Regions from separate parts of the Hordeum vulgare genome. Here all the other regions are linked to region 1. Evidence: chromatin contacts called from public Hi-C data. All regions are on one chromosome and are shown on one strand. The core of a region is the stretch at or near the end of the contact, and the rest is flanking DNA. Distances in the headings are between cores, read along the strand shown.

Region 1 (7,985 bases), core at 1,536-4,035:
CTTGGGGAGGTAATAGGTGAGCTTCTCAGGGAATAAGACACCTTTTATATAGTGGGGGTACAATCCAACCGTTACCCACCCACCAACTGCACTAGCCAAGCGGTACTACCGCTGCTAAGAGCGGTACTATCGCCCGGGAGCTCACCGACCACAGTAGTAAGAAAATACTACTATGCCTACCATTATGGAGGCGAAAGGATGCGCAAAAAGTCCGACGGAGCGGTATAAAAAAACTACTACCACCCCGAGAACGGTTATATCGCCCACAGGGCGGTAATAAAAAACTACTACCGCCCCGAGGGCGATACTACCGTTGTGCCAGCGGTACTACCGCTGGCCCTTTTGCACATACAAGGAAAGCAAGGTTGGAGCTCTATTTGTAGCCAGGGAAAAGTGGTGCAAATAGAAATGTCTACGTGATTATTCCACCCAAACCTTTTCGACGTGGACCCCCTCTTAATAGTACGGCTTTATGACTCAAATCCACCAAAGAGAAACGTAGAAAGCAACCGTCTTCGAAAGGCTCTGAAGGGCATCAAATCGTCTTGTGCCTAGTCATGAATTATCTGAAGTGCTCAATGCACACGATTAGTCCGCACACGCATTGTCATCAATCACTAAAACCACTTAGGGAGAAATATGCCCTAACAGCAGGCTTGGAGCCTCACCCATGGTACTAACAGCCTAGAGCGGCAAGGGATGAGGAGCAGAGAGTTGCATGTCTCGTATCCAACAGGCTCGACGGGACACCCAGCTAGATTCTATGCCTAAAAACTCCCTTTCCCGCTCCCCGGATGCCATGAAGTGTGTGAAGAAAATGGTGCAAGGAGGAGATGGAGAGCGAAGGCGTGGTGCAATTTTTGTCCGACGACATTGTTTAAATAGCAGGCGAATTCCCAGAGCCAAGTGGCATTGTTTTTAATGTCGAATGGCTGGCGAACGGACGTGTGATCGGAGTAGGTTTCTCGGCACACGCGTAATTTTAGTGGAGGAAGGCGGCCAATCTGCAGATGTTTGAATGCAGCGAGGAGGCGTGTTCAATCGGGCGTGCAGCAGGCGGCGCTCTCTCGATCGGCATGCCGCTTCAGTACGGTAGTGAGAGGTCGCGCCCGCTCTCGGGTGGCGTCAGTGCAGAGCGGCCGCTCTATAGAGGCATGAATGCGGGCAGCTGACCACTAGCGGGAACGCACGCAAACGAGGGAGGACGGTTTTGGATGTACCATAGCTGCCGAATGCGGACGTGGGAGTATTCCGGACGCCCGTACCACCCCCCCCCCCCCCCCACACACACACACACTTTGTGTCCGGTTTGCGAAAAAAGACACGTCCGGACCGGCCTTGGAACAGATGCATCATTGCGTTGAATGGCAGAACACGTGTGGATCATGCGGTTCAAACGATTGCAAATGGCTGGACGATCACGTTGGAGATGCCCTTATCTTATGACAAATTCAAAGATATTTATGTGTTTCTACAACAAGATATCTAAAGTCACTTGAAAAAGCTATCATCATGTAAAAGCTTGCATGATTTTTAAGTCACTTGAAAAAGCTATCATCATGTTAGCCTGCAGATCAAACGCATTAAATAGGTTGATTTAGAAGGGTGCTTCTAAGAGCATGGTTAATAATATAGCATGTTGATGGCTATATGAAACTACATGTCATCTATAGCCATCATCTATATGAACTCATGCAACAATTTTTGCTATAAGGTTGGTTATTGCATTAGTATTTTTTTCATCTTCTTTTTATTTTTTCACATTAATTGGATTTGCTTAGTTTTGCGTAAGAGTCCTTTTTTTTTACTTTTTCACATCTCTCTCCTTTACATAGGAAAAGTGCCATGTAAGTCATGTTCTGCTTCGGAGTTCAAATAGCTCGATATGAACAGTAAAATTGGAAATAAAAAAAATCTTTTCAAAAAATTCTAAACTTGTTTTCATCCAAACATTGACAAAAGATATCACTGCTTGCAAAATTTCCTCAAAAAATGACATTCGTAGAAGTCAAGAAAAAAACAATTCTCCAAAATGTTATAAAAAATAACACTTTTGGAGGATCTCTTTTTTGCTATGACTTCTACAAATGTTATTTTTTGATAAAATCTCGTGGGCACTAAAAACTTTTGTCAATGTGCGCACTAAAAATTATTTATTATTTTGTTTTTTGTTTTTTTTTCAGAGATACCATTTATCCAAGCTCATTTGAGTTCGGACTCACAAAGACCATGTCCCATGTAAACAGGCTATAAGCTCACTATTATACTTAATTTAATGTTCACATTTAATCTACATCGAAATTCATAAACTTTAGGTGTACCGAAGCAAAGTTTTTTTCTCTTTATTATATACTTCCTCTGTCCCAAAATTCTTGTTTTAGCTTTGTCTAAAAATGAATATATCTAAATACTAAAACTTGACTAGATACATTCATATCTAAACAAATTTAAGACAAAAAAATTGGGAAGGAGGGAGTATATGTAAGAAAAAAAATCATTTTCTTTATACTCCATTCGTTTCTAAATATAAGACCTTTAGAGATTTTACTATAAAATATATATAAACATATTTTAAAATATACATTTATTTATTTTGTTTCGTATGTAAAAAATCTTACATTTTGGAACAGAGGGGGTATACGACAAAGTGCGTGTCGTGCAAACTGTGGGCCTGTGGCCATAAGCCCAGCCACATGCAAATGCGGCGGTGCAACGGCGAACAGATCCAGAGGCGTCGAATTCAGTCCAGCCTCGCCTCTCTCGCACGCGGGCGCTCGCTCCCGCGTCCACGTGACCAGCTGACCCCCAGCACGGAGCCGTGCCTCGCGCGACCGACCGACCGACCCGACCCGATCGCCACCGCCGCCGGCGACGCGCCATGCGCCATAGGGATCAGCACAGGTCAATGGCATTAACAATCCTGTCCATAATCTCAATCTCAAAGAGAAATAAAAGAACAACCGTGTCCGCGCGCTTGCGTACGTACACTTGCGTTGCGTCCACGCGTCTACTTTAATCTCTCTCTTGAGCGCGCGACACAGAATCGGCAAACAAGCAAGCGACGCATCATCCTCTGCCCGGAAAGCGCAGGCCCGAAGTGGGCGAAAAGGAAGAGGACGTTCACATGTCACGTCCACTGCTGCTACAGCTGCAGCGTCAGCGATGCAGCGTTTGGCCTGCAAGCACGGTTAGGAAAAAGGAAAAGCCGAGCTAGATAGGCAGGCACAGTGATCCCTGAATCCTGGTCACGATGTAGCTGCTCCTGCTGCGAACTGGTTGCTATGATAGACACCATCATTTTCACGCCCCACTGCTGTCCTGTCCTTTCCCAATCTCCGGTCAGGACGCAAGAGATGCCAGCTCCACCACCTACACATGCTTTTTCCTTCCGGCTCAAGTGATGATAACAGAAAAGTGAGGCGTGTGGTCCTCGAGTGAGTGAGCGAGTGACCAACTAACCATGATAGGGGAATTCCCGGTAATAATCACTGCGTCGCCGGTGTTGTGCTTGGGCCGAGTCCCTTTCAAAACGGGACGGGTGTCTGTCTGGAGGGACGGTCCTCGGATAGAATCATGGCATTGTGATCACCCTCGGGTGAAGGGTCAACGTCCAGTAATGGGTTGCTTTGGTGGTGTTGGATCTGACGATGTCTGATCCGATCCCAGATTAGATTCCGAATGGACGACACGAGGTCAGGGTTAGAATACACTTTTGTTTTGTCTCAATTTTTACATGATGAATGAATGACGAGTTGTCGGCCAAAGAATGGGAGGAAGGATTTGCATCATGGTAGTAGAATGCCATCATCAATCAATACACCGCAACGCCTCCTATCTGATGGAGGAGGAGAAATGAATGTACACTGCTGCGGCAAACCCCCCGCACTTTCTGTGGGCGGGCGGACACAGGGCCCTTTCGGCTTTGCTTGTGCTGTACTCAGGCTTCGAAAGAGAACTGGGGTCAAGCTGAGGCCTCCTTGACCTTGAGAGGTCAGGTCAGCATTCGTCTAGTGATACAGCTTTGGAGGCATCGAGATAATTCAGTCGGCAGGTGCCTAGGAGGAACTCCGGGAGCTCTTCTTGCGTGTTGCCCTGCATCAGGCAAGGAAAAAACCATGCTTGCTCATAGACCCGTTCTCGGTCTTGAGTAGAACAACAAAATATGTAACAATTTGGTAAAGGTATCCCACAGTGATTGATTACCTGTACCAAGAAGGCCATCTCAATCACCAGGTTGTTCAGGTACCCAAGCACAAGGCTCACCACACCTCGTGCCACCGTTGACGAGCCTATATCAACTCCAAGCTGAAAAGGTTGCATTTCAAAATGTTGAGAACCTGAATATCACATTTGTATACTCCATCCGTTCCTAAAAATACTAAGTCTTTTTAGAGATTTCACTAGAGGACTACATACGGAGCAAAATGAGTAAATCTATAATCTAAAATATGTCTAGTGAAACCACTAAAAAGACTTATATTTAGGAACGGAGGGAGTAGATAATATGGCATGCATAGATGTTACCTCCAAATAATTGCTTCCACGGAAATAATTGATTTCTAGTGCTTGACCAACCAAACAAGCTTTCTTGCCCACACTCTGCTTCACGATCCAAGATCCCTGAATTGACACATTCCGAATTTCCAATCATAAACCACCGCGGCTTTCTGATTAACACCAATCAAGACTTGTAAGAGAAAGGTACCTTTGAGATATAAGGGATGAGTTTGAACCTCGAGTTTCTGAACGTATCATCTCCATTTACAAATCTTTCAAGCAGAGGAACCTTTTCCAATGGGGTATCCATCATATAATACAAAGCTAAGCTGTACGTGGTAGAACCAGGAACCTGTATACCGACCAGGGTTATAAGTAAAAGGGCAGGTTTAGGTGCACACTTATGGAGCCTCGATACATTCATAAACCCAAAGAAATCTCACCTGTATATTTACAATAAAGAAAAATTTGCTGCCTCCTTGTGCTGCATATTTCTGCAATGAAATTCATTACGAGCTTTAATTTTTTGTTCCTTTTTGTTTGAAGGCAAAATTACTGATTTCAGAAGAAGATACCTGGACTAGTCCGCCAGGACGACCAGCAAGATCATCCTCACGCTTATCAGATTTTATCCAGTCAGCACCAACCATTTGCATCAGTGTATTCTCTGCTTTAATCTGTCAAAGTTACAGATAATTTCATCATTATGGATGGTGAAGCACAGGTACCCTGACTATCAATATGCTGACCAGATTAAGTAAACATGGCTATCATTATAACATACAGGATCCCTTATTTCCTGCGGAACAAACACATGTATCCTAGTCTAGTGAATGAGAATAATATCACAGTACTAAGCCACCTTTTGACGATCAATCAAATAGGATTCTCCGCGTATTAAGAATGTTGTAGGATCTGTCATTGACCAACTAGAAGGTATTGTACAGCTAGAATCTTTTGGGAGAGTATGTCCATAGTAACATGGTGCATTATCAGCATCCGCAGCTCCCTGTAAATCAACGTACCCTCTCTTTTGAACTAGAACATAGGAAATGAGAAACAGATAGTTAGAACCAAAAATAAATAAATACTGAAAAATTGTACATCAGCCGTAACACACCTGCAAGATCATGCAACTTCCGTACAAAGACAGCAGCACTGGATAATTTAGCATGTCGTTGGTCCTGCCAAATATTAGACACATGGGATGTAAAAAACAATCTTGGAGTTCTTGCCTGGTTCTCTGAATTATGCCAAGACCATGTCATCGTTATTTCTTGTAACAAAATTGTGGTCCTTACCTATGACTAAGTTGTTTTAATTTTTAAGCCGACTAAGTAGTTTCACTTTTCCAAGTATGATCAAACTGTGTCATGCGACGACTATGGCATAGAAAAGAGTAACGGGTTCATACAATCAAGGAAAATGTAAGTTCAGTTACTGGTTGACCAGGGGTTTGAAACATATCTGAGAGAAACTTCCTGCTTTACTTTGTTACTAAAGGGAAAAGGAGAAGACACATTATGGGCTAAGGTACATATGTTACACTCATTGTGATAAGGCAAGGCAACAGCTGAATAATTGAAAAGTACGGACAATTTTCTGCATATTGCAATGTTGTTAACGCCACAGGGGTAAAGCATATTAATATGGTCAACCACACAACAATCTACAATCCGCAATTCTAGAAATGAGATGGAAATGAACTACCATCTTAATCAATAAGGACAGTACTTATTTATTTATTTGCTCCTTTTGCTAGCCTTTTTGGTTGAAGATTCTTTTCTCTTTTGTTAGCCTAGGTTCTTTTGGATTACGTTGCCACTTGTAAGCTTTGCGTCATCTTGACGTTTCTTCTAATACAAAATGACACACATTTAGGTGCGTATTAAGAGAAAAAAAAGGTTCTTGTAGAGAACACACCACAGCATGTGTGCTCTCGTCAGAAGACCACATGGCTTCTCTCTGATCATATTCTGATTCGTCTGGGACATCAAAGAACTCATCCGTTGCATCATTAAGTTGAACAAGGGAACCAGTACTGCTTAACTGCCGGTTAGAACCACCCTGTAGTCCTTCTACAGGACCCTCAAGTCTTCCACACTCATTTGCTGACTGCATTTCTATTTTTCTCCGCTCGTTTCCACCCTGCGGCAGTCCCGTATCCCTCGTCAGTTCACCCGATGAGAATTCCATACAAGCGCAGTTTCCATTTTTTGCTCGGAATAATTCTCGTAGAGCTGCAAACAAATGTTTAGCTTACTGAACACTGGGACAAAGTTGATAACCACAGCAAGCAAAGAATAATAGATCTTTCACAAAACATGCCTGCTACTCTTCCTAGCATACGTATGGTAATGTATTTTGCCGATGAGGTAAGGAGATAAGACTTCCAGAATTTCCAGTCTATAGCAAGCATATGCTTCACAACTGATTGTCTTCCTTGGCTAACTGGTGATATTACATATCCTCCACCTATTATTCATAAAATTGTATCTTAGTTCATGATAAAGAAACGATAACAATCAGTTTTTATGCTGAAAATAAAGCATACATTACTTTTAAGACATGCACGGATGTAGCCTTTCTCAGGACTGCATCTGTTGTGGAAAACAGAGTGATACAGGATAACTGAAAAATCAAGAGAAGTGTCAGGTCTAGATCATGGCAAACTGATTATTTATCATTTTTTATAAATAATTGTACCATAAGTTCCATCATCTTCTCTCCTCCAATATCGTCTAAGTAATAGATCTCTCTTTCTCATTCCCCTGAAAACTAAATATCATATATACTATTATAACTTAACGATAAAATGTGCATACAGAAAGCAGGATGGATCCAGCACCAGACCATGGTAGCCAGTCCCCTCTTAATTTCTTGTGGATTATGTCTGAATGTCCATCTAGATGCTCAACCACCCTTCCTTCCCGCAGACAAAAGTCCCACCTACAAAAACTCTCATTGGTTGAATGGTGCAAAAAGAAATGCATTCACATAGATGTTCATGTATTAATGTTACGCACTTAGTGACATGACATGCAGAGTCTAAATTTTGGTCAGGAAGATAGCAAAACAGAAAAATCACGTGTAATATGTTGCTGCTTTTCGAGGCAGTATCACTTGCTGGTTTTGTTAAACAGGAAACATATATCTTACTCCGATCTTGATTGACCAAGAGACATTAAAGTCTGGAAGATATCCTCAGAATTTGCATCAACGACACCAACTGCCATTATAGCTGGATGATCATCCCAATACTGGGTAAACAGGCAAAAACACGGTGAATTTAACGACCCGTCCACAAAATATATTGTCGACAACGAGAATTACCTTCCCACGTGAGCCACCATCCTTTGCCTCAGTAAACAAACGTAATCCTAAATACAAGGAAATCAGAAGTTAGCAGAAAGTTCCACAATAACTACTTAACTAGCTTGCTTGTTTGCCCACATAAATGTGCAGCAAGCTAAGTTTGATAATGTGTT
Region 2 (7,985 bases), core at 1,891-4,390, 910 kb before region 1:
ACACATCCGTCGTCGAGAACCTGCAGCACCACGTCGTCGAGAATCCACGTTGCCGATGTTTGACCGGAATCGCCACTCCATCGTAGAAGGCATCCATCGATCCGTCGAGCCTATGCACACATCCAGGAATGACGACCCCCATGGGGGTAATGACACAAGAGCGCCGCCATCATCCGATTGACTGATCTAGGATTTCCCCTGGGGGCAGCGGATAGAGGTTTGGAGCTTCTGCACGATGCCTTCAAGAAGGGGATGACACAAATAAGTGTCGTCATTGCCGGTCTCGGCAATAAGCTGAGAACGAGATTTTCACCCGGATCCGCTCGACGAACCACCATCTAGCATAGTGTGCGAGGGTCACCATCGATCTGAGCTGCGCAGCGTACATGGCACATCGGCTAGATCAAATCTGACCAGAGGCCGGACCACGCATGGCGTCGACCCGTCCACTAGGCTCTCCATGCTTCCGTCGATAATCCGAGGTCAGATGACTCGGCATCGCAGATCCAATCGTCACCGTCGCTGTCTGAGGTAAGGCCGACCTCTGCGCCCATAGCCATCGTCGACCGTGGCAGAGCGTCGCACCACCGCCAGACGTAGCCCTCGTTGCCGCCCAAGGCAGTGACACCTGACGAGCCGCCAAGGTCAGATCGTCCGTGCCTCCTCATGTCATGGGGCTCCACACCACCGCCATGGCGCACAAGAAAGGGAGGCCCCCGCCATCGCCGTCGACCCTTGGGTTGTAGGCCGGTGTCTTCTTCCAACGACGACGGAGGGAGGAAGAGAAGGAAGGATAACCCCCGGCAACTAGGGGTTCGTCCCAGTCCGAGTGAGGGTTATGCGCGCGAGGGGAGGGGGTGGGTAGGGCATGTTGCACTCAGTCGAGTCCTGGAATATAAGAGCAACTCCAATGGGGCGACCCATTTCGTCTGCCGTCGTCCGTTTGGGTCTGCGCGGACACAAAAGGCAGATTTTTGAGCCGGATTTGCATCGGCGTAGACACATGACGGACGCGCGCACGCTTGCCTTCTCCTCCCCCGGGCCCGCTGGTCGATGGCACATTGGCCTTCCCCCATCCAACCCTCACCCGCCTCCTTCGTCGCCGACGCCGCTACCCATTTTTGCCGGCAACTCTGCCAGCTTCGGTGCCTCCACATCCGCCTAGCAACGCTGCCCACTCCCACGTCGCTCGCCGCCGCCGTCTTGCCGCCTGGGAGCCGACTGCTTCCCACCCCCACGCCCCCACCACGCAGCCCGCTCCGACCAAGAAGCCGCTTCGCCGCCCGGCCAGATCCTCACCGGCACGCTCTTCGGACGCCGGCAGGGCAGCTAGCTGGTTTGTGCGCGCCGCGACTCCCTTCGTCGGCCGTCTCCTTCGTCGACGCCCGCAAGCTGTTCGACAGTTTGCCAAGGTACAAAATGGACCCCGCCGACGAGTTCTTTTTTCACAATTTCCTTTGCGACTCCGACGATTCATCGTCCGATGACGAGGAGGAGATACTGGCTGCCGTGTTGTCCATCATCACCTCAACAGCCAGCGGCCGTTGTTCCGTGGCTCCATTCTGGGCCACCTTCCGGCGTTGAATCGCAACCGAGAGAGCGGGCATTTCCTTCTTTGTAAGGACTACTTTGATACAACAAACCCATTGTTCAAACATCAAAAATTCCGCCACCGTTTCCGTATGAGTAGGCATCTTTTCAACTGTATTAGAGAGGGGGTGGTCGGCTATGATGACTATTTCGAGTGCAAAGAGGATGTTGTTGGCAAGATAGATTTTTCCTCTTATCAGAAATGCACTGCCGCCATCCGAATGCTTGCATACGGAGTGCCCGGTGATCTCATTGACGAGTACGTCCGTATGAGCGAGTCTACTTGCCTAGAGTCCCTGTATAAGTTCTGCAAGGCTGTTATTGTTGTGTTTGGTCCTGAGTACTTGAGAGAGCCGACTGCTGAAGATACATCCCATTTGTTGGCGATGAATGCCAGCAGGGGCATCCCAGGGATGCTTGGTAGCATAGACTGCATGCACTGGGAGTGAAAGAACTACCCTTTTGCTTGTCAAGGGCAGTATAAGGGCCATGTCAGGGCTTGCACTGTCATATTAAAGGCCGTGGCGTCTGAAGATCTCTGGATCTGGCACTCTTTCTTTGGCATGGCCGGATCACACAATGATATCAACGTGCTTCAGCGTTCGCCGGTGTTTGCTAGGTTTGTCGAAGGCAACAGCCCACCGGTGAACTTTACAGTCAACAACCACAAGTACGACAAAGGATACTACCTGGATGACGGTATCTATCCTCAGTGGGCCACTATTGTGAAGACAATACCCAACCCTGTCAGAGAGAAGAGGAAAAGATTTGTCCAAGAGCAAGAGAGTGCTAGGAAGGATGTCGAGCGTGCCTTTGGTGTTTTGCAATCTCGATGGGGCATCGTTCGATATCTTGCTAATACCTGGAGCACGCAGAAACTGTGGGAGGTGATGACTGCGTGTGTGATCATGCATAATATGATCGTAGAAGACGAGCGCCCGGAACGTATGTACGATCAGTTTCAGGGTGAGAATGTTGTGCTGAGCATGAAGGAGCGACAACGTTTGAACAGTTCATTCAATTTCATCAAGACATGCGTGATTGGGAAACTCACGTGGCAACTGCAAAATGACTTGGTTGAGCATATGTGGACTCATGTTGGCAACCAATAGATTTACCTTCTTTTATTCGTTTGCAAAACTATGTAAGAACTATGTGAGACATATTTATTTTTATTCGGCTTGTAATAACTATGCTATTTTATTCGGTCTAAATTATGTTTTTTTGATTCAAATTATGCAAATTCATGCAAAATAGGGCAGTCACGTCGGCACATATGGGTCGCGCGCGTTGGACGCGCTGTCAATCCATATCTAAAACAGGACGGACGCTGGTCGGTTGGCCGATCCAAACGGATAAAAAAAACGAACAAAATCACTTTGGATCGTCCCATTAAAGTTGCTCTAGGTTTTAATTTTATAAGACATTGATCTGCTACATGTGATCTTCGCCAATTTGGCAAGCAATACGTTTTGTCTTCACTTGCCTGTCCCATGCACGCATGCCTCACCTTTGATTGCTACGCACGCATCCATGGCGATCAACCGATCGAGTGGTCCAGGCACGTAGCTATAGCTAGCCATGCCAAAAAAATCGTAGGACCCATCCACGCATGCACATCCATCCATGGCTAACGGGAGCTTGGGAGCCAAGAATGGTTGTAAGGCATGAGAAGGTATACACTTTATAAGAAAAAGAAAACAATAAGGTAGACACAGGTCCCGTCCTGGGATTTTGGGGCCCGAAACGAAATTTAACCATAAGTCCTTTAATTTTTTTTAAAAATGATGATATATTTGTATAAAAATTTAATGAAGATTGTATCAAAAGAAAAAGTGAGATGAGGTCATGAGGCGTATTCGACCAAGTGTTGGTTGCAGCAAACGAGAGAAGGGACGATCACATAGGAGATAAGCTAAAAAAAATTTCGTACAACAAACTAAACTATGCTCGTGAGTGTGGTGTAACCGATAGGGTCGAGAGAAAAATTTGTGATGTAAAATGCCTAATTAGCAAGATGAGAACCATGATCTACCCACGCCAACATATTTAAACCAAAATAGATTTTTTTTAAATGGTGGCTATCAATTTAGAACTTGTAATCAACATTTAAAAATACATGTATTATATTATATTAATATAAATTCGTAAAGTCAAGAGTTACTTTGTTGTCCCTGATCCAAACTCCTTGTAGGCCATGGGTGTCATCCTTATCCCGGTTATGTATTTAGGGTACTCCAGATTGCAAAGGAGAAGCACACAAGTATCTAAGTTTATCACAAATTTCATCTTTTGGAAACAGTATCTAAAAAAATAGAGGAGAATTCCTGCCCAGCCTCACTATTATGGCCCACCACCACTTAACCATCAACCAACGTTAAGAAGAAGAAAAGGCAGGCCCACTCATCCAGATCGCTAAAGAAAACATACGCGTCTCCTTCTTCGAGAAGACAGGGACATCTGAGCTCCTAGTCGCCGCTCACTGCAGCAACCAGTCGGGGCTTCGCACCCGGCGACCCCGACTGGGTCAGCCCAGTAGGTGCACAACGAGCGTATTTTTTTCTTTTCTACTTTTTTTTTCTTTTTTGGGTCGTTATTCCTTCGGTTTTCACCTTTTTTATCAAAACGTACAAACATTGAATTTTTTAAATTATTTTTTGAAAACATAAACTATTTTTAAATAGGGAACAAATTTGAAGGCGAACAATTTTTTAAAAGACAAACATTTTTTGACTCTTGAGAACAAAAATTTAAACTAACAACAATTTTGAAAAACCAGAACAAAATTGGGACCGTGAACAAATTTTAAAGCACGAATATTTTTTGAATTTTCAAAACAAAATTTTGAACAGGAGAACAAATTTGGAAGCGTGAATATGTTTTTTAAAAAACAATATTTTTTTTAATATTGAGAACAAATTTTGAAAATGAGAACAGTTTTGAAAAACCTTGAACAAATTCATAAATGTGAACAATTTTTGAACATATGAACATTTTTCGAATTTTGAGAACAAATTTCGAAAAACAAGAACATTTTTTAAAAACGTTTTACAAAACTCCAAAACATTTTCTGAAACTCCAGAACATTTTTATGAAAATCTAGAACATTGTTTTAAATGAAAAAACATTTTTCGATTTGAATAACAATTTTTGAAAATGCAGAACATTTGTTTTGAAAAGAACGGAATTTTTTTTCGAATTTGAAGAACATTTTCTGAAAACCCAGTACATTTTTTGAAAATACAGAACATTTTTGTAAAAACACAAACATTTTCCGAAATTGAAAAACAATTTTTGGAAATCCCAAACAATTTTTGAAATCCAGAACATATTTCGAAAATCAAAAACATTTTTGAAACTTATCTCACGAATGAAAAATCCGGATTTTTTTTTCAAATTCCGGAACATTTTTTACAATTCCGGAACATTTTTTCATATTCCTGAACATTTTGTCAAATTCCGGAACATTTATTTCAAGTTCTGGAACATTATTTTGAAAATCTGAAACATCTTTATAAAAATTACAAATTTTTTTTTCATATTCCAGGATATTGTTTCATATTTTGGAATATTTTTTAAAATTCTGAAATATTTTTATAAATCCAGAACATTTTTTAAAACATAAACAGAAAAAAAGAAAGAGAAAATAATGACGAAAAAAAACGGTTTAAGGAACCTTCTAGAAGGTTCCCAAAACAGGAAAAAACCAGTTGGGAAGCATGGAAGGTTCTCGAAACCGGGATCTGTGGAACGCTCTAAAAGGCCGGCCCAGTGCGTCCATCGCTCACGTCATCGTGTGCGAAGCTTTGACAATTGGACACAGTGAGGAACATATAGGATTTTCCATCTTTTAGTCCGTTCTAATGGTGCCTTGGATGGCAGTTGGGATCAAGATACTTCACATTTGCACAAACCTAGTCTGAGGGGGGTGGGGGCTCGGATTTGGGGGCCTGAGGCGGCCGCCCTGTTCGTCTTCCCTCAGGGTCGGGCCTGGGTACACACTTGTCCATATTTTTAACACGCAGTAGTATTGTTTTACTCTACAATTTTGTAAGCAACGTTTGTCCGGAAATGGCTTTTGGAGGCCGAGCTCATGAAAGTCTTCAAATATAAAATATAAAAATTATTTAATTTATATTTTTATATTTTAGAAAAATTTGAATAAAAACACAGAGATAGATGAAGGCATACCACACATGTGTGTAAATTTTTAGAAAAAAATACGTTGAAATATGGCCTCTTAAAAAACAAATCTGAAGCTTTTTAACACATGCCACTATTCATCCTCCCACATCATGAATTATTTTTTTAAATGAATCGTATTTCAAGATATTTCATCCTAAAGATTTACACACATGCAAATAACATCGCTGTTTACTTGCACAACTTTTTTCAGATTTTTATGAAACTAAAAATTTTAAATTTTGAATTCTTCAAAAATTTCGAGCTTTAGTGAGTGTGGTGAGCAAACGTCCGTTCTCACGTGGGTCCAACTAAATAAAAAAGGAAATTAAGTGGTCACCTACTTCTGCACTCTAGCACTAGATAATACTAGTATAGGTCGTGTATGCAAAGTGTAGGATGAATATTATGAAACACTCGATGTATTGATCGGGTTCAAACGCATGTATATATGATGTATAAGGTGGGCACAACCTCAAATATATAAGGAAGTGGGAGGTGGGTGTGACGCCCTCGGTTTAATCGTACGCTAATCATATACGCAAATGCATACGATCAAACTCAAGGACTCACGGAAAGATATCACAACACAACTCTAGACACAAATAAAATAATATCAGCTTCATATTACAAGTCAGGGCCCTCGAGGGCTAGAATATGAAAGCTCGACAGACACACGAGTCAGCGGAAGCAACAATATGTGAGTACAGACATAAAACATGGGATGCCTTAGAGAAGGCTAGCACAAAAGATACAACGGTCGAACGAGGCGAGGCCTCCTGCCTAGGAACCTCCTAACTACTCCTGGTCTTCAGCGGCCTCCACGTAGTAGTAGGCACCGTCGGGGTAGCAGTCGTCGTCGGCGGGAACCTCCATCTCCTGGGCTCCATCATCTGGTCGTAGCAACGGATCAAGGGGACAAAGGGGGAGCAAAGCAACGGTGAGTACTCATCCAAAGTACTCGCAAGTCTTACATCAGAACTACTCTAAGTATGCATCAGTATCAAAGAAGGGGTTTGGTTATATGTGGAATGACTGCAGCAATGCGAGAATAGAGAGAGAAGGCCTGGTCCTATCGAAGACTAGCATCTTCAGGGTCTTGCAGCAATAGACGAGAGTAGAACACGGGGGTAACACAAATAATAGTCATATTATTGCAGCAGTATCAAAGTGAGGTCACGCCCAGAGATCCTCCCTCGACTCCCTGCGAGGAAGCGATCCCGGAGCAACTAATTCCAGTTAAGTAACAATTTTAGTTGTATAAGATCAGGGCACAACTCCAAGTCGTCCTGTAACCGTGGACACGGCTATCCGAATAGTTAATTTTCATCCCTGCAGGGGTGCACCACATGTCCCGTCACGCTCGATAACACTCTGGACGGACACACTTTTCTGGGTCATGCCCGGCCTCGGAATATCGACACGTCGTAGCCCCACCTAAGACTCAACAGAGAGGCCAGCCCGTCGGTCTAACTCCTAAGCACAAAGGGTTCGTGGGCCCAGTTCCCCTTCGCGCTCCTGTACGATGCGTGGGCGGCCGACGTCAGTCCTAGCATCCCTTAATCACAAGCGCGATGCATCTCGGGACCACTCGGGCGAGCGTCGCTATATTGCTGACATCTAAAAAGCTTCGACTGATACCGCGACATCGAGTATCCATAATTCTTCCCGCGTAGCCAGTTAGTGCGAAAAGGTCTCCAACCAACTTATAACCCACAAGTGTAGGGGATCGCAACAGTTTTTGAGGGTAGAGTATTCAACCCAAATTTATTGATTCGACACAAAGGGAAGCGAAAGAATATTCTCAAGTATTCGCAGCTGAGTTTGTCAATTTCAACCACACCTGAAAGATTAGTGTGTGCAAGCAAAGTATCAGTAGCAAAGTAGTATGATAGCAACGGTGCCAGAAAAAGATCTGTTGACGGCAGACTATTCCTAACTGTTGTATCAATGGCGCCAGTAAATAGCACGTGGACGGGGAACTATTCTTCCCCGGGAACGGCTCTAGAAAAGTCTTGCAACAAGTAGTAGCAAGGTAACAGCAGTAGTGACAGCAGTAGCAAGGAACAACAGTAGTGACAGCAGTGGCAGTAACAGCAGTATCAGCATAGTAACGTAGCAAGGACCAGTAGTAAAAGACTCGTAGACAGTGGATCGGTGATGGATGAGTATGCCGGATATGATTCATCATGTAACAACTATAACACGGAGAG
Region 3 (7,985 bases), core at 3,549-6,048, 620 kb after region 1:
TTGATGAAGAAAGGTGGAATGCGTAGCATCACCAAGCTTAGATGCTTGAGAATTCTTGAAATATTTACTTGGGGTGCCTTGGGCATCCCCAAGCTTGATATTTTGTGTCTTCTTAATTCCTCTCATATCATGGTTTCATCTAAGTCTCAAAAACTTCATCCACACAAAACTTGAAAAGAACTCGTGAGATAGGTTAGTACACATAAAAGTAAATCAACTCTTTATGTGCTGCCAAGACAAGTTGCATAATAATTTTCAAACATTAGGTACTGCATACTATAATTTCCATAATTTATATATATCAATTTAGGCTATGAAAACTATAGGATAAGTAGATAACAAAACTAGGGCATCAATATATCTAAACATGGCAGTCTGTAGCAAGCTATTTAAAACGTGCACTTATGTATCTCAAAAAATTCTGAAAATTTAGAACATAATAAATAATTTGTGTGGAAGTAATATGTAAAAATTTCAGAAACTTTCCACATTTCAGTAAACTATGATAATTCAAATACTACAACATAACTTTCTGCTTTTATATAGCACACATCACACATGCAATTCAAGCATTCTAAAGGCAATTCTTGGAAAGTTTTATTGAAAAACAAGATTATAAATAACATTTAACAGAGAACAACAAAATAAAAGGACACTCCAAGCAAAACATATATCATGTGATGAATAAAAATATAGCTCAAAGTAAGATATACCAATAATGTTGGAGATTAAAGAGGGGATGCCTTTCAGCGCATCATCAAGCTTAGACGCTTGAGTCTTCCTTGTATATTATCTTGGGGGTGCCTTGGGCATCCCAAATCTTAGGTTCTTGCTACTCCTTATTCTCCTCATGTTGGTATCTCACCCAAAACTTGAAAACTTCAGTGATACAAAACTTAACGAAACTTCGTGAGATGGGTTAGTATGACAAATATAGATCATTCACTTAGGTACTGCCAAGACAATATTCATAATTGTTCTCACATAATACCTACTGTACTATATCATTCCCATAATTTATATCACTTAATATAAGTTATGAAAACACTAAAACAAGTAAACTATGAACACAAAACAAAATCTGTCAAAAACAGACTAGTCCGTGAAGATCTGCATTAAAACCATACTTATGTGACTCTAAAGAATCTGAACAATTAGTAAGCGCATAGAATTTGCATAACAAAACTGTGTAAAAAAATTAGAATTTTTTGACGCTCGAGTAAAATCATAGAAATCCTTGACCCGAAGCATGGGGCTACATCATATGATGTTTTCATTTTCAAAAGGAGAAGTACATGTAAGTCCCGAGTCGCTGCAGGCAGACAACCCGACACTTGGTGGCTACACTGCTCATATCAAATTTTCTAAAGTCCTAAGTCACTGCAGGCATGCGACCCAACACTTGGGGGCTATAGTATTCAACTGTTTAACAAGTTATGAGGTCCAAATTGAAGACCCGACCCCTCACATAGTGATGAGTCGGCCCTTGGGGGCTACACATGTGAAAATCAATTAATTCAGTTTATAACTGATGACTCAGATGACAACCTGGATTTCTTCGAAAAGATATCTACCTACAAAGTTCAAAGTTCCAGGTTGTTGCAGGCAAAACAACTCGGTCCTTGGGGGCTACACCAGCTGAAGCTTTATAAAAGTACAAGACAATTTCAAGTCCCACACTGCTGCACGCAAGACAACCCGACACTTGGGGGTTACACATCCAAGATATTTTCTACCAAAGCGCCAAGTCATCAGGAACTAATAAACTCAGAGTTTGGGGGCTATAGGTAATGTGGAGATAAAAAGAGAGAGGAAGAACATCCTCAAGCGATCAATTTTAAAGTGGAGCTGAAGCATTTGTTTGACCTCGCGTCACCAACAATCATGACCCAACATTATCAAAGATCATGACCCGACAGAGTCTATACAAGTAACCCGGCTTCACAAGTTGGAAGTGGTTCAACAACGGATGGATTTTTATTCCCAATATTTCCATCAAAACCGAAGCAATGGAAGCCTATTCAACTTCATATGGTTTTCTTGTCTCCAATATTTTCGTCAAGCTAGCATTGGAGGCTGACTCAACAACATATGGGTGTTTTATTTCCAATATTTCATTGCAAAGGACATTGACGAGCAAGATGATTGTGAATACAACTATAAGAAACCAGGACTTGCAAGGACCTACTTCATTGAAATAAGCTGGCCAAGGAGCAAGCCGGTCCCTTAACATATTTATTATTTTTATTTAGGAGCTTACCATGAATAAATTCAAACTAACGTGGGGGCTAATGTCAGGGATATACCCCACGGTTTGACGGTGTGTGGCGCCGCTCCGACTCCCCACCTGAGGCCATAACCGGCTATTTAAGCCGGTCGGCGCCCCCAACCCTAGCACATCCACCTCCTCCCTCCCTACGCCGCCACCCGAGCCCGTCAGCCATGCCCCCATACGGCCGCCACTACACGATCCGACACCGTCTCTGGCTCCTTGAGCACGTCCGGATCCGGAGGGCCGTAGGGCTACCACTGGATCGAGAGGATGATTTCGAGGACGAGGATGAGGTGGAGGAAGAGCAGAAGGAGGTGGAGGATGAAGAGGAGGAGGAGCAAGATCTGGCGAAGGAGGAGCCGCCGCTGGGTGTGGGGGAGGACCAACAGGAGTCGGCAGAGGAGGCACCATCGTTGGATGTGCGCGAGGAGGAGGCGCACGCAAGAGGGAGGACATGGATCTGCGGGCGAAGCATCATCCCATCCTCAACTCCATCACATGTAGTCGACTGCACAGGCTAGGCGTCTTCGTCGGTAGCAGATGGAGGCGGCACGGGCTGTGGCAGAGGCATCGCGGATGGCCGAGGCTCCGGCGCACGCGGCTCATGATGAGCAAGAGGCCATCTTCGACGACGATGAAGAGTATGATATGCCTTGTACAATGCAAGGTGCTTATGGGAGGTGTTTAGAGAAACAAACCAGGCTTTTCTTAAGCACCGGTGGTTATTTGTAGAGGGTAGACGCTTAGTTAGGCGTCTCTTGTGTAGAAATAGGCACTCATGCTTCAGAAAAAAACCGGTTTATTTTTCTAAGCACCTCCCTAAGCACCTAGCATTGTATAAGGTCTTAGGGAATGAAATATGAGAGAGTTGAATGTGAATGGACAGATTTGAGGCGTAACCGGTCAGTGTCCGCGGACGCGGGTATTTAAAGTATCGAATTTGCAATCCGTGGGTGTAAATGCTCCTACTTGCCTCGCGTCTCTATTTTTTTCTTTTTTGTGTGCGGCTTTGCGTCTTAGTTTTTTTTGCGCCGACGATGCCCAGCTCATCCTACCGCGACCTCGGCCCTTGGAAAACCCTAAAATAGGCGGGCAAACGCACAGGAGCTGCGAGCTAGCGACGGGGTTTGGCCGGCCCGTTAGCACTTTCACCGATCCCAGTTTTGGGAAACTTCTAAAGGTTTCCACCCAGTTTTTTCGGTTTTGGAAACTTTCTAGAAGATTCCTTGAACCTTTTTTTTCTTCTTTTTTGTTTTTTTTCTGTTTCTGTTTTAAAAATGTTTTGGATTTCCAAAAAATATTTCGGAATTTAAAAAAATATTCCGTAATTTCAAAATTGTTTCGGAAATTGAAGAAATGTTCTAGAATTTGAAGAATTGTTCCAGAAACTGGAAAATGTTCCATAATTTGAAAAGAATGTTCTGAATTTAAAAAAATGTTTCGGAATTTAAAAAAAGTTCCATAATTTAGGAAAATGTTTCGAAATTTGAAAAATTGTTCTGGAATATTTATCCAAATGTTTTGGATTTTTCAAAATAAATCTTCCCATATTTGTAAAAATGTTCCGGAATTTGTAAAAATGTTCCGGTTTCAGAATTCGTTCTCAAAACTAAAAAAAATTCGTGCTTTAATAATTTGTTCGCGCTTTCAAATTTGTTCGTATTTTTTCAAAATCGTTCTCATTTTCAATTTTTTTGTCAAGATTAAAAAATGTTCATGCTTTAAACAATTGTTCTAGCTTTCAAATTTGTTCGTGTTTTTTGAAAATTGTTCTTGGTTTTAAAATTTCTTCTCAAAATTCAAAAAATGTTCGTGCTTTCAAATTTGTTCAGAGTTTTTGAAAATTTTGTTCTCAAGATTCAAAAAATGTTTGTGATTTAAAAAGTGGTTTGCGCTTCTAAATTTATTCACGTGTTTTTAGAATTGTTCTCCTATTTCATTGCATTTTCACAAAACTGTTTGTAATTTCAAGAAATGTTCTTCTATTTTATTTTTTCCTTTTCCCCATAAAAATATTGATTGTTCTCAAATAATATTCATGTTTCAGAAATTCATGTTTAAATTTTAAGAAAAGTTTGAATCTGCAATAGATTATGATTCGTGTTGTTAAATTTTACAGCTGTTGTTATGTTCGTTAACATTCACGCATGTAACCTTTCAGCTCTGGTAGTCAGTCGAGATCGTTAACCAAAGCGCACTCCAACCTTGAGGTCCTGTGTTTGACTCCTGTTGCTCGCTCATTTTTCTTTTTGCGATTTTCCATCCCTACAGCAAATGAGCCGTCCCAAGAGAGTTTGCTCTGTGCGAAACCGCCGCTAGTCGCCGCAAAGTGCGGCGTATAGGAGCTCCCTCGGCCCTTTGCGCACTCGAGCTGGGCAGTTTTTTTCCACCCGAACGGCCTGCATCTGTGCTGTATGGGCTGATAGCCCAGCCAAAGAAAAAACCCTACCGAACGGTCGGTTTCCTCCGGTCCGGAAAAGCCAGCACGAACGGGCCCTAAGCTCAGCCTGCTTCCCACTGGCTCTCTCCTCCTCAGTGGAAAGGGTAAAGCCTTTCGCTTAAACCCCGACCACACGCAGCCGCCGCCGGCGATCCTTTTCCCTCCTCCCATGTCGTGCGCCGCTGCGGCAGCCCCGGGGAGGCACACGGAAGCTCAACGCCCGAGCTCGACGCCCTCCACACAGTAGCCCGCGGCGCGCGCCCCCGCCATGAAACCCTGCCCCTTCGGATGCGCTTCCGACCGCCCATTCCCCTCCGCCTCCTCCTGCCTCAGCTCTGGCGCCGTCCTTCGCTTCCTCCCGCACTTCTCCCTAGGCCCATATCCTCATGTCCTTCCGCGGCAGCCGTGGTGGCGGCCACGGATTCCGAGGAGGATGCCGTGGTTGCTAGGGATCCACTGCTAGCGCCTCATTTTGTGGGCGGGGTAGGAGGGTCGCCTAGATTTGGGGAGGGCAAGGCGGAGTTCGAGAGAAAGGCCTCGATTGCCGCAAGGATCAAGCTCTGCTATGAACTGCTGCGACAGAGGAGGTGGCGGGAGATGCGGGGCGGCTTGGCACAGATGGTCAGCGAACAAGGTGAGCTCCCTACGGATTTGTATTACAATTGGCACTTTCTCTTTGGATAGTATGACAACACGCTTATTCATCCTTTGAACTTGGATTGATATGGCAATGGAGTTTGCGTTATTCCAGGGCCATGATCATTTTATCATGTACACCAAAGAAAAAACTGAAATGGTAGTGAAGGCACAAGTGTGTAAACTTCCTCTGTTCGTGAATAAATTTATACTGTCGTCATGCACACACATATATTTTTCTATATGCCTTTATGTCAATATAATTGGCAGCTAATTCTCAAAATAAATATAATTGGCAGCTGTAATATTGGTCATAATATTTTTAGTACCTGTTGCCTTGACATATGCAGCAACATAGAACAGTTGAAGCTCACAATTCTCACATTTCATTGTATTTCCCTTTCTACTCTAGGATCTGGGTCTGCAGCCACTCTCTGTGACATCTTGTGGAGTGAATTCAGAGAGTATGATTCCAGCGGTGTTGTATGGGATGCTCTAGCAAATAGTTATGCAAGAACTCAGATGATTCATGATGCTCTTTACGTTCTCAGTAAAATGAACAGCCTGAATATGCAAATATCAGTTTCCACCTATGATAGTTTATTGTATGGTCTACGGATGACAGACATGGCATTGGAGCTTTTTGATGAAATGGAGGCATATGGTATCCCTTACAGCGAATATTCACATAGCATTCTCATAGATGGCCTCTGCAAGCAAAATAAAGTTGGAGAGGCTTTATCTTTCCTTCAGGAGGCAAGGGAAGGGGGAACATTTAGACCATTGGGAATGTCCTTTAACACTCTGATGTCTGCATTGTGTAATTGGGGATTTATTCAGCCTGCAAAATCCTTTTTATGTCTGATGCTGAAGTATGGATTAAACCCTAACAGGTATACCTATTCTACACTTATACATGGTCTGTGTAAGGTAGGTTACCTAGATGAAGCAGTGAATCTTCTTGAGAGAGTGACAAAAGAAGGAATGAAACTTGAGACTGTCACCTACAACAGCCTTATTAATGGTTACCGATTGCTTGGTTTAACAAGAGAAATTCCGAAAATAATTCAGTTTATGAGATACCAAGGGATTGAACCTGATCTTGTTACTTATACTATACTTATTGCTGGCCACTGCGAAGGTGGTGATGTTGAAGAAGGGATGAAGATAAGAAAGGACATCCTAGACCAAGGGCTGCAGTTGAATATTGTCACATACAGTGTCCTTCTAAATGCTCTCTTCAAAAAGGGTTTGGTCTATGAGGTTGAGAATTTACTTGGTGAGATATATAGTTTTGGTCTAGATATGGATGTCATTGCATATTCCATCCTCATCCACGGGTACTGCAAGCTAGGGGAAATTGAAAGGGCACTGGAAGTTTGTGATGTTATGTGCTGTTCTCAGAAGGTAATGCCAACCTCACCGAACCATTTATCAATTCTTCTTGGACTTTGCAAGAAAGGACTGCTAGTTGAAGCAAGATGGTATTTGGAAAATGTAGCTAGCAGATATCAGCCAGGTGATGTAATACTTTATAATGTAGTCATTGATGGTTATGCGAAGATTGGTGATATTGGTAATGCTGTCCGTCTGTATGATCAGATTGTTGTGGCTGGTATGAATCCAACCATTATCACATGTAATTCTCTTCTGTATGGCTATTGCAAATTTGGGGATTTACCAGCTGCAGAGAGCTATTTCAGGGCTATTGAGATAAGTAATTTGCTGCCAACAGCAGTAACATACACGACCTTTATGGATGCACTCTCTGAAGCTGGAAAAGTTAACGCTGTGCTCAGTCTTTTTTATGAAATGGTTGAAAAAGGGATCAAGCCAAATGCTGTAACTTACAGTGTTGTTATTAAAGGACTTTGTAAGCAGCTCAGATTCCGTGATGCTGTCCATTTTCTGGACAATATGGATGGAGAAGGTATTAATGCCGACCCAATAACTTACAATACGCTTATACAAGGATTCTGCGAAGCACATGACATCCAGATGGCTTTTTGCGTACATGACCGTATGTTATGCTGTCGTCTAGTGCCCACACCTGTTACTTATAACTTGCTTATCAATGTGCTGTGCTTGAAGGGGAAAGTTATTCAAGCAGAAATGCTACTGGAATCCCTCAGAGAAAAGGGCATTGCATTGAGAAAATTTGCATACACAACAGTAATCAAAGCTCAGTGTGCAAAAGGAAGGCCTTACGATGCCATTTCATTTGTTGGTAAGCTTATTGATGATGGTTTTGAAGCTTCTATTGAAGACTTCAGTGCTGCAATCAATCGACTTTGCAAAAGGAATTTTCCTAAAGAAGCCATTATGTTCATTCCGATTATGTTGTCTGTTGGTGTTTTCCCAGACACGCAAGTTTATTTTGTGCTTGTTAGAGCTCTGCGGAAAAGTAACATGCTTTACTATATACCCATATTGCACGCACTTTCTGTCAAAACTGGCATATAGTACCCTGATCATGTAAGTAAGATTGTTTTCTTTCTTCATGTAGATAATATTGCCACTGCATGGCTAATTCTTAGTATAATCTCTATTACCCGTTGTTGGTGTACAGGTATTGAGTGTTAATGACTTGAGGTTCTGTGTCCTCAAATGTTTGTATAGATGAGGATTGAGGACAAC
Region 4 (7,985 bases), core at 1,508-4,007, 620 kb before region 1:
ATAGAGCGGTTCGGGGAAGAGGCGAGGTGGCCGGCAAGGGGCGCGACGGCAGCGTTCCGGTGATGGCCAGCGTCAACCGACGGTCGGAGGGGCATTAGAGGCTCGGGTCACGGGGGTAGGGGTGAGAGAGGAGCCGCCGGAGAGGATGGCGTGGCGAGACGGCCACAAGGTAGTCGATGGTGGCCGGCGGGCCGCCGGAGCATCGGGCCGAGGGGGGCGAGCCGCCGCCACGGCGGTGCGGGAACCGGGGTGAGGTGGGAGAAGTGGGGGTGGCTCGTTAGTTATGGTTTTGGGAGGGGGTTATACACCCCCTCGGTTTATGGGTCGGTTGGCCTAGTGGGCCGAGCCTGAGTTAGGCCGGGGGGCTTTTGTTTTTCTTTTTACTTTTAATTTTCTGTTTTCTAATTTTGCCACTGTTTTGAATTTTAGTTTAGTACGAAATGATATTTTTTTATAAATGGAATCTAGCACATAATTCAAGCACAATGTTTAGGGACTACCCACAAGTTTTCAGTTTATTTTTAAAAAGCTTAAACATTTATTTATTTTGAAAAGGCAAAAATAATTGTTGTTGAACCATTTATTATTTTCCGAGAATTTATCTGTAAGTCAAATGATGTTTGTTTCTACATGATAATTCCTTAGTGAATATTTGCAACCTAGAGAACATTTTTGTTTTACCCTTTGAGGGAAAAATATTTTGACTTTACTTTGAATTTCAGTTTGAGGTTTAACTATTTCTTAATTGTTTTTCTTAGGGCATAATGATGATGACCTGACATCATTAGTGTGTGATTTACTGTAGCTCGACTAGCGAGGCATCACAGCTAGCATCAAAGCATATCTTTAGAACTAACCATTTCAGCGAGAGAGAGAGAGAGGAAGATAGGGTTTAATAATTGACCTCCCAACTTATTATCTCAGGGATAAATACCAACAATAATAACTGATGATCATTTATATCCAACTGGATGTATATGCATGGATCTTTTCCCCACCACATGATGTTTGCCAAGTAGAGAATAAATAAGATCGAAATAAGAATAGATACTATTAAGTGTAGCATAAACATAGAAAATAAAGACTAAACATTACAATATAAGCCCTTCGCATAAAGGAAAGTAGAGATTGTCATGCGTTTTCTGATTTTCGATGTGCAAGCTCTTAATGCAAACAAATGTAAATATATTGCCCCTTATGATAACAACATTTATTATCCAGTATGTCGTTTTTATTACTTATCATCACAAGTTCGTACAAAGATTATTTCCCCCTTACAATAAAACATTATACATACTTAGGCGCATTTTTTATTGTTTTTGTACCAGCGACAACTTACTTGAAGGATCTTATTACATCCATAGGCAGATATGATGAACTATCATGAGAAGAAACTGGGTTAAGGATTTTGAATGCACAACTGGTATCTCTACTTAGTGAAAACTTTAGGTCAAAAATTCGAGTTGCCGATAGTTTTCTTCTTCAGGTGTAACTTGCAAATTAAGAGAGAAAATATATAAAAATTACATCATTGAAATATTAATTAAAAATATTATAAATAATTATAAATAACAATAGAAAAACAAGATGTAAAATGGACGTATCATGTGTTGAAATTAGGGTCTGTTTTCATCCTTGCATTTCTTGCAACATAATCTTTGAAACTAGGTCCCATATTAATAAGTTTGTACAAAACAAAGTTTAAAACACAAAAATAATCTTAGAAAAACAAAAAATCAATAAAAAGGACCAAGAAGCACAACCTACTCCACTTTTTTAGAAGTGCATTTGTTTCACACGAAATCACTAATGTACTTCGCACGATGAACAAATGTGCTTTTCACTTTTTGGCAAGCATAATTGTAATTCACATAGAAGCACTTGTTTGATTATTATTTTCTAGGTCACACAACTATGATTTTCACTTTTCAGAAGAACAACTATCGAGGAACAACTATCAAGGGTGTTTCTTTACATGAATTTTTTGTTGTAGGGATTAAAAGATCCCTTCTAGTCCCATGTGAAACAAACAGAAGGGACTTTTAAGACTAAAAGGGGTATTTGGGACGAAAGAAAAAAAATCCCTATGGAAGGGTCTTTTGAGACTTTTTTATCACTCTTTTCAACAGTGCCCCTACTTTTAGCATGTTATTTAATAACTTCTAGTATATTACTAGGGATAACACGATCTTTTTACATGTCATTTAATGACCACTAGTCCCTGTTTAGTCTCTCGAAACAAACGAATAGGGACTAGGGACTTTTTAGTTAAGACTAAAAAAAGTCCTAGGACTTCTAAAAAAACAGGACCTATGTTTCATTATGAAACATAAGTGTGCTTTTTCACACGGTGTGTTTCACATGAGAAAAACTTATCATTATTCCAAATAAAACAAGAATAAATCAAACAAAAATCAATAAAGAAATATATCCAAAATGCATGCAGAAAAAGGAAAGAAATCATGCTCTCATGGATGCGTCAGCGCTGTGGCATGTGGTCGTGGCTGGGCTCACGAGTAATGCTACATCTACAAAGGCTTACTTAAAGATTTTACGTATAAACTAATGTGTAGAATTATGATTGGTAATTGGGAGATGAGGACCCCCAGCCCAACTGAAAATCAAGGAGGGGAAAAGAATTAATTTAAAATGTTAAGTAAATCTATTTAAGTTTTTATAGGTATAGCATTATTGATTGGCTCACCATGCGGCAGTTGCTCGTGCGTCTCGCACCGCCCCCTCGCGATGCTGGGTTTTGGGGGCTGCAGTGGGTACCCATGAGCTATTCGGTCCCATATATGGCGTGTTGCGATCCCGGACGGAGTGATCGCTAACCAGATGCAATTAGTGACTAGATACAGGGTGCACGCGACAACGCTCTCTAGCTCCGCTCATGTACGGGTGCTTGTTCTTTTTTTTTGTTTGCGAAGAAGTACGGGTGCTTGTTCGACTGCATATTTCCTACTTTTCCATTTTGTTTTTATTGATTTATTTCCATTTATTTAAGAAATGCTTTGAGTAAAAAAGATGTTCACAAATTTCAAAAATAGCATAAATTAACACAAATTCAAAAAATGTTCACAAGTTTAAAAACTGTTCATGAGTTCACAAATGGTCGTGAGTTAAAAAAAATTGCAATAAAAAACTGTTTACAAATTCAAAACAATTATGAATTCATAAATATGTTCAGAAATATGAATATGTGGCAAATTCGAATAATTTTATGATTTACAAATATAATTGCGAATTTAAAAAAATAATCATGAAACCAAATTTGTAAGAATGACCATGTATTCAAAAATATTTTTTAATACAAAAGGTGTAATATGTAAATTCTGAAAATGTTCCTAAGTAAAAGAAAGTTCATGATATCATTTTTCGTGAATTGAATTTTTCCATGAATTTAAAAAGATCTGAATTAGGTTCTAGGATCCTTTTGTAAACCGCTAGCTCTATAAATGAAGCTCAACATTAGTTAATTGGTTGTCCTATATGGATTGTTGTTAGAGCATCTACAGCCGGATCTTACAAATCCAACCCTTCAAACCTCCGTTAACACATCCGGGCGCGTCCGCGGACAGTGACCAGTCAAGCCTCAAATAATGCATTCTGCATGCGAATATCTCAAATTAGAAACCTCAAATTCATATTACTACATGCAACGTAAACCTATTACTAAGCGAAGCTCCTCCAGCTCTGTCGTGCCCATATCCGGCATCTGGCTGCGCCCCCTCATAGTGTCGGTTCGATCGCCGACGAGGTAGAGTAGGACATGGGACACTAGCCGGCTTATGGTAGTCGAGCTCCCGCCGTCTCCCATGCCTTACTCTTCCTCGTCGGACCCCGTAACACGGACGGTGCTAGTCGACATGAGGTCAATGACGGATCCTTCCTGGGAGGAGCCGACATCCACCACGACGCGATTGCGTCGACCGCACTGGTACACCCTACAAAGCCCCGGAGAGTGTGACTCCGCCTCTCCAACATCCACCGCCGCGAGGGCTTACGCCGCATCCCGTGCCTGCTGCCTCGCCCGACGGGTACGCCGCGCCATGACATCGTCTGAGGTCGGCCATGCTTTGTGCTCGGCGCCCCAACGGAGGGGTTGCGCTTCCACCACGGCGTTCGGACGCCACACGGACCACACCGCCTCTGTTGAGGTAGCAACGCCGGATCCAACCACCGGTTGTGCGGATGCAATGGATTCCCGGCGTTGCGAGTCTGAGCGTTGTCGTCGTGCGACCGCGTCGTGGGTGCGGTGGAGCACATCTGGACGACCATCCTCATGGCCGTGTGGGATGAGCTCGTGGTCAACGGATCTGAAGGTGGAGGACTCAGATCCGCTGCTAGTCATGCCGGAGGTGAGCTTAGGTGGCGGATGGGAGTGGAGGGGAGTGGAGTGAAGTGGCTAGGGTTTGGTCCGGCGAGCGAATGGGGACGAATATATGTGGGGTAGATGCGTGCCAACGCGGGCCAGTGCGGCAGGCGGGCGTGCCCGGGCTCCACCATATTCATGCCATATTTTTACTAAAAATGAGGGGTGTCGATCAGTCCGGACGTTTGAGGCCAATTTGAGTGGTCCATCTTGATCGCTTTTTCACGACCGATGAGTGACGGGGTGACGTGTCCGAAGGTTTGAGGAGTATTTAATGGGTTTCACTATAGATACTCTTAGCGAGCGGTATCTTACAAATCGCTATAAGCGATACACGGTATTTGGAAAACAGTAACCATGCGAAACGGAAAAAGGAGAACTGTAACCCTACGTTGTCAAAAAGAAAGGTAAAAAGGGAAAACACACATGAACCAAGGGATGTAATTGTGACTCCAACGCGTCGACTCATTTCGTCCGCGTGCGTTTTTTTGGGTCGCTGCGGACAGAAAAATCAGCCCAACACGCCGACCCAAACGGACGCGCGTCCATTTTTTGTCCGCTCGCGACACATTCTGGCGCAAATTTGGGTGTCATTTGCGTCGCCGTGGACACACGCCTCACGTGCGTGCTTGTTCCCCTGGCCCGCTCGTCAGCGTTACAGTCTCTCCTTCTTATCCCCTTCCCCCTATGGGATACCTACAAGCACACAAACCCTAGGCCGGCGACCCCATTTTCTCCCGGTCACCCTAGCTCTCGAGCAGCAAATCCATCGACGGGGTGCCTCCTTCATCTCGGTGTGGGAGGCCTTTTAGTGGATCTCCAGCGGCGGTGGGACTTCGCAAATTTTTGCGCATCCTGCCGGCAGGATATGGCGAATCCGATCGCCGGTGGGCTGCGCTTGCCATGGACTGGTCGGGTATCGATCCACCAGGTCCGGTCGATCCCTCGATGCCACATCCAGGCGCTCAATACGCCTCTAGCCGCTCGGGTCTGACCCGTCGCTGGTTTGTCGGCAAGGCTACGGCCGGCGGCCGACCTGTCTTTGTTGAGAATATGCCCTAGAGGCAATAATAAAATAATTATTATTATATTTCCAGTTTCAAGATAATCATTTATTATCCACGCTATAATTGTATTGAATGGAATCATAAATGCATGCGTGGATATATAGACAAAACTATGTCCCTAGTGAGCCTCTAGTTGACTAGCCTATTGGTCAAGGATGGTTAAGGTTTCCTAGCCATAGACAAGTGTTTTCACTTGATGACAGGATCACATCATTAGGAGAATGATATGATGGGCAAAGACCCGAACTATAAACGTAGCATATGATCGTGTCATTTTGTTGCTATTGTTTTTTACATCTCAAGTATACATTCGTAGGACCATGAGATCATGTAACTCACTGACACCGGAGGAATGCCTTGTGTGTATCAAACGTCGCAACGTTACTGGGTGACTATAAAGGTATACTATAGGCATCTCCGAAGGTGTCCATTGAGTTAGCATGGATCAAGACTGGGATTTGTCACTCCGTGTGACGGAGAGATATCTCGGGGCCCACTCGGTAATACAACATCACAAACAAGCCTTGCAAGCAATGTGACTAAAGAGTTAGCCACGGGATTTTGTATTATGGAACGAGTAAAGAGACTTGCATGTAACGAGATTGAAATAGGTATGGTGATACCGACAATCAAATCTCGGGAAAGTAACATACCGAAGGACAAAGAGAATGATGTAAGGGATTGTGTGAATCCTTGACATAGAGGTTCAACCGATAAGATCTTCGTAGAATACGTAGGATCCAATATGGACGTCCAGGTCCCGCTATTGGATATTGACCGGACATTGTCTCGGTCATGTCTACATAGTTCTCGAACCCGCGGGGTCTGCACACTTAAGGTTCGGTGACGTTTTCAGTATAGTTGAATTATTGATTTTGGTAAAGAAATGTTGTTCAGAGTCTCGGATGAGACCCCAGAAGTCACGAGTGTCTCCGGAATGGTCCCGAAACGAAGATTGATATATAGGATTGTTGCATTTGGCTTCTGGAAATATTTCGGGCATTACCGGTAAAGTACCGGGAGTAACGAATGGGTTCTAGGATTTTACCAGGAGGGGCTACCCACCCGGGAGTGAAGCAAATAGGCCCATGGGTGGCGCACCAACCCTTAGTGGGCTGGTGAGGCCAGCACAATAAGTCTATTTCGGCCAAGGCAATAATAAAGAAGGAAAAAAAGAGGATGGAGGTGAACAAGATAGGAAGGAGTCCTCCACCAAACCGAATTGGAGAAGGACTCCTCCCTCCTTGCCTCGGTCGAAGGCTCCTCCTTGGAGTAGGAGGCAAGCCACCCACCCCTTCGTTCCTCCTATATATAGTGGAGGGTTATAGGGGTTTTGCAACTCAAGCCTTTGTGCATCCCTCTTTCCCTCCACTACTTCGTGACACCTCGTAGCTAGATCGGTACGACACGATGAAGCCTGCCGGAGTAGCTCCACCATCATCACCGTCACGCCATCGTGCTGCCGGAGAATTCAACTACCTATTCATCTCTCTTGCTAGATCAAGAAGGCGGCGATCGTCATCGAGGTGTACACGTGTGCTGAACGCGAAGGTGTCGTCCGTTCGGCGCTAGATCGGGATGGATCATGGGACGGCGGCGATTTGGATTGCGAAGACGTTCCACTACATGAACCGCGTTTCTTAATGCTTCCAGCTTAGCGGTCTACAAGGGTATGTGGATCTGATCTCCCTCTCGTAGATGATCATCACCATGGTAGGTCTTTGTGTGCGTAGGAAATTTTTTGTTTCCCATGCAACGTTCCCCAACAGTGGCATGATGAGCTAGGTTCATGCGTAGATGATATATCGAGTAGAACACAAAATAGTTTGTGGGCGTTGATGTTCAATTTGCTGCCCTCCTTAGTCTTTTCTTGATTCGGCGTATTGTTGGATTGAAGCGTCCCGGACCAACTTTACTCGTACGCTTATGAGAGACCGGTTTCATCGGCTGACGTGTAACTTGTTGCATAAAGATGACTGGCGGGTGTCTGTTTCTTCAACTTTAGTTGAATCGGATTTGACCGAGGCGGTCCTTGGAGAAGGTTAAATAGCAGTTTCCATATCACCGTTGTGGCTTTGAGTAAGTAAGATGCGATCATACTAGATACCCATAGCAGCGACGTAAAACATGCAACAACAAATTAGAGGACATCTAACTTGTTTTTGCAGGGTATGCATGTGATGTGATATGGCGAAAGACATGATATGATATATTGAATGTATGAGATGATCATGTTGTAATAGTTAATTATCGACTTGCACGTCGATGCTACGACAATCGGCAGGAGCCATAGGGTTGTCTTTAATTATTTTGCGCTTGCAGATGTTCTTGATATATCGCTAGGAAGTAGATTTAGTAGTAACAACATAGATAGCGCGACTACCTCGATGGTAGCACAATGATGGAGATCATGATGATGGAGATCATGGTGTGGCACCAGTGACAATGGAGATGATGACAGTGCTTTGGTGATGGAGATCAAGAAGCACAAGTTCATGGACATATCATGTAACTTATTATTTGCATGTGATGTTAATCCTTTT

What was found. A called contact is a pair of places that touch in the nucleus more often than the background predicts.
Region 2: a Hi-C map of seedling shows a contact between it and region 1, with 3 times the contacts expected there. The contact joins two enhancer-like sites. A contact is called at or near these places in 2 of 6 Hi-C or Micro-C datasets (leaf and seedling).
Region 3: a contact with region 1 is called in a Hi-C map of leaf, with 7 times the contacts expected there. The contact joins the promoter of LOC123431222 here to the enhancer-like site in region 1. A contact is called at or near these places in 3 of 6 Hi-C or Micro-C datasets (leaf and seedling).
Region 4: a Hi-C map of seedling shows a contact between it and region 1, with 2.6 times the contacts expected there. The contact joins two enhancer-like sites. A contact is called at or near these places in 2 of 6 Hi-C or Micro-C datasets (leaf and seedling).

The regions. Positions count from the first base shown.
Region 1 is chr1H:283,242,616-283,250,600 of MorexV3_pseudomolecules_assembly, reverse strand. LOC123431275 (protein ENHANCED DISEASE RESISTANCE 2-like) reads right to left here. Exons shown (of 22, transcript XM_045115098.1): 8 at 7,831-7,877; 9 at 7,657-7,757; 10 at 7,346-7,446; 11 at 7,204-7,275; 12 at 7,057-7,128; 13 at 6,826-6,972; 14 at 6,421-6,737; 15 at 5,618-5,681; 16 at 5,360-5,535; 17 at 5,073-5,174; 18 at 4,941-4,991; 19 at 4,706-4,849; 20 at 4,525-4,620; 21 at 4,204-4,305; 1 more. The coding sequence ends at 3,997. Among protein-coding and RNA genes, the nearest start is that of LOC123431275, 9.9 kb to the right of the region's middle. Within about 2 kb of position 2,785, at least 3 of the 3 cell types and tissues checked have open chromatin away from gene starts, as enhancers often do. A contact at or near this core is called in leaf and seedling, where this site is marked.
Region 2 is chr1H:284,156,901-284,164,885 of MorexV3_pseudomolecules_assembly, reverse strand. No RefSeq gene overlaps it. Among protein-coding and RNA genes, the nearest start is that of LOC123431302, 450 kb to the left of the region's middle. Within about 2 kb of position 3,140, at least 3 of the 3 cell types and tissues checked have open chromatin away from gene starts, as enhancers often do. A contact at or near this core is called in leaf and seedling, where this site is marked.
Region 3 is chr1H:282,624,379-282,632,363 of MorexV3_pseudomolecules_assembly, reverse strand. It overlaps LOC123431222 (putative pentatricopeptide repeat-containing protein At1g13630), which reads left to right and starts at 4,798. Exons shown (of 5, transcript XR_006623067.1): 1 at 4,798-5,346; 2 at 5,761-7,823; 3 at 7,918-7,985.
Region 4 is chr1H:283,857,958-283,865,942 of MorexV3_pseudomolecules_assembly, reverse strand. No RefSeq gene overlaps it. Among protein-coding and RNA genes, the nearest start is that of LOC123431291, 170 kb to the right of the region's middle. Within about 2 kb of position 2,757, at least 3 of the 3 cell types and tissues checked have open chromatin away from gene starts, as enhancers often do. A contact at or near this core is called in leaf and seedling, where this site is marked.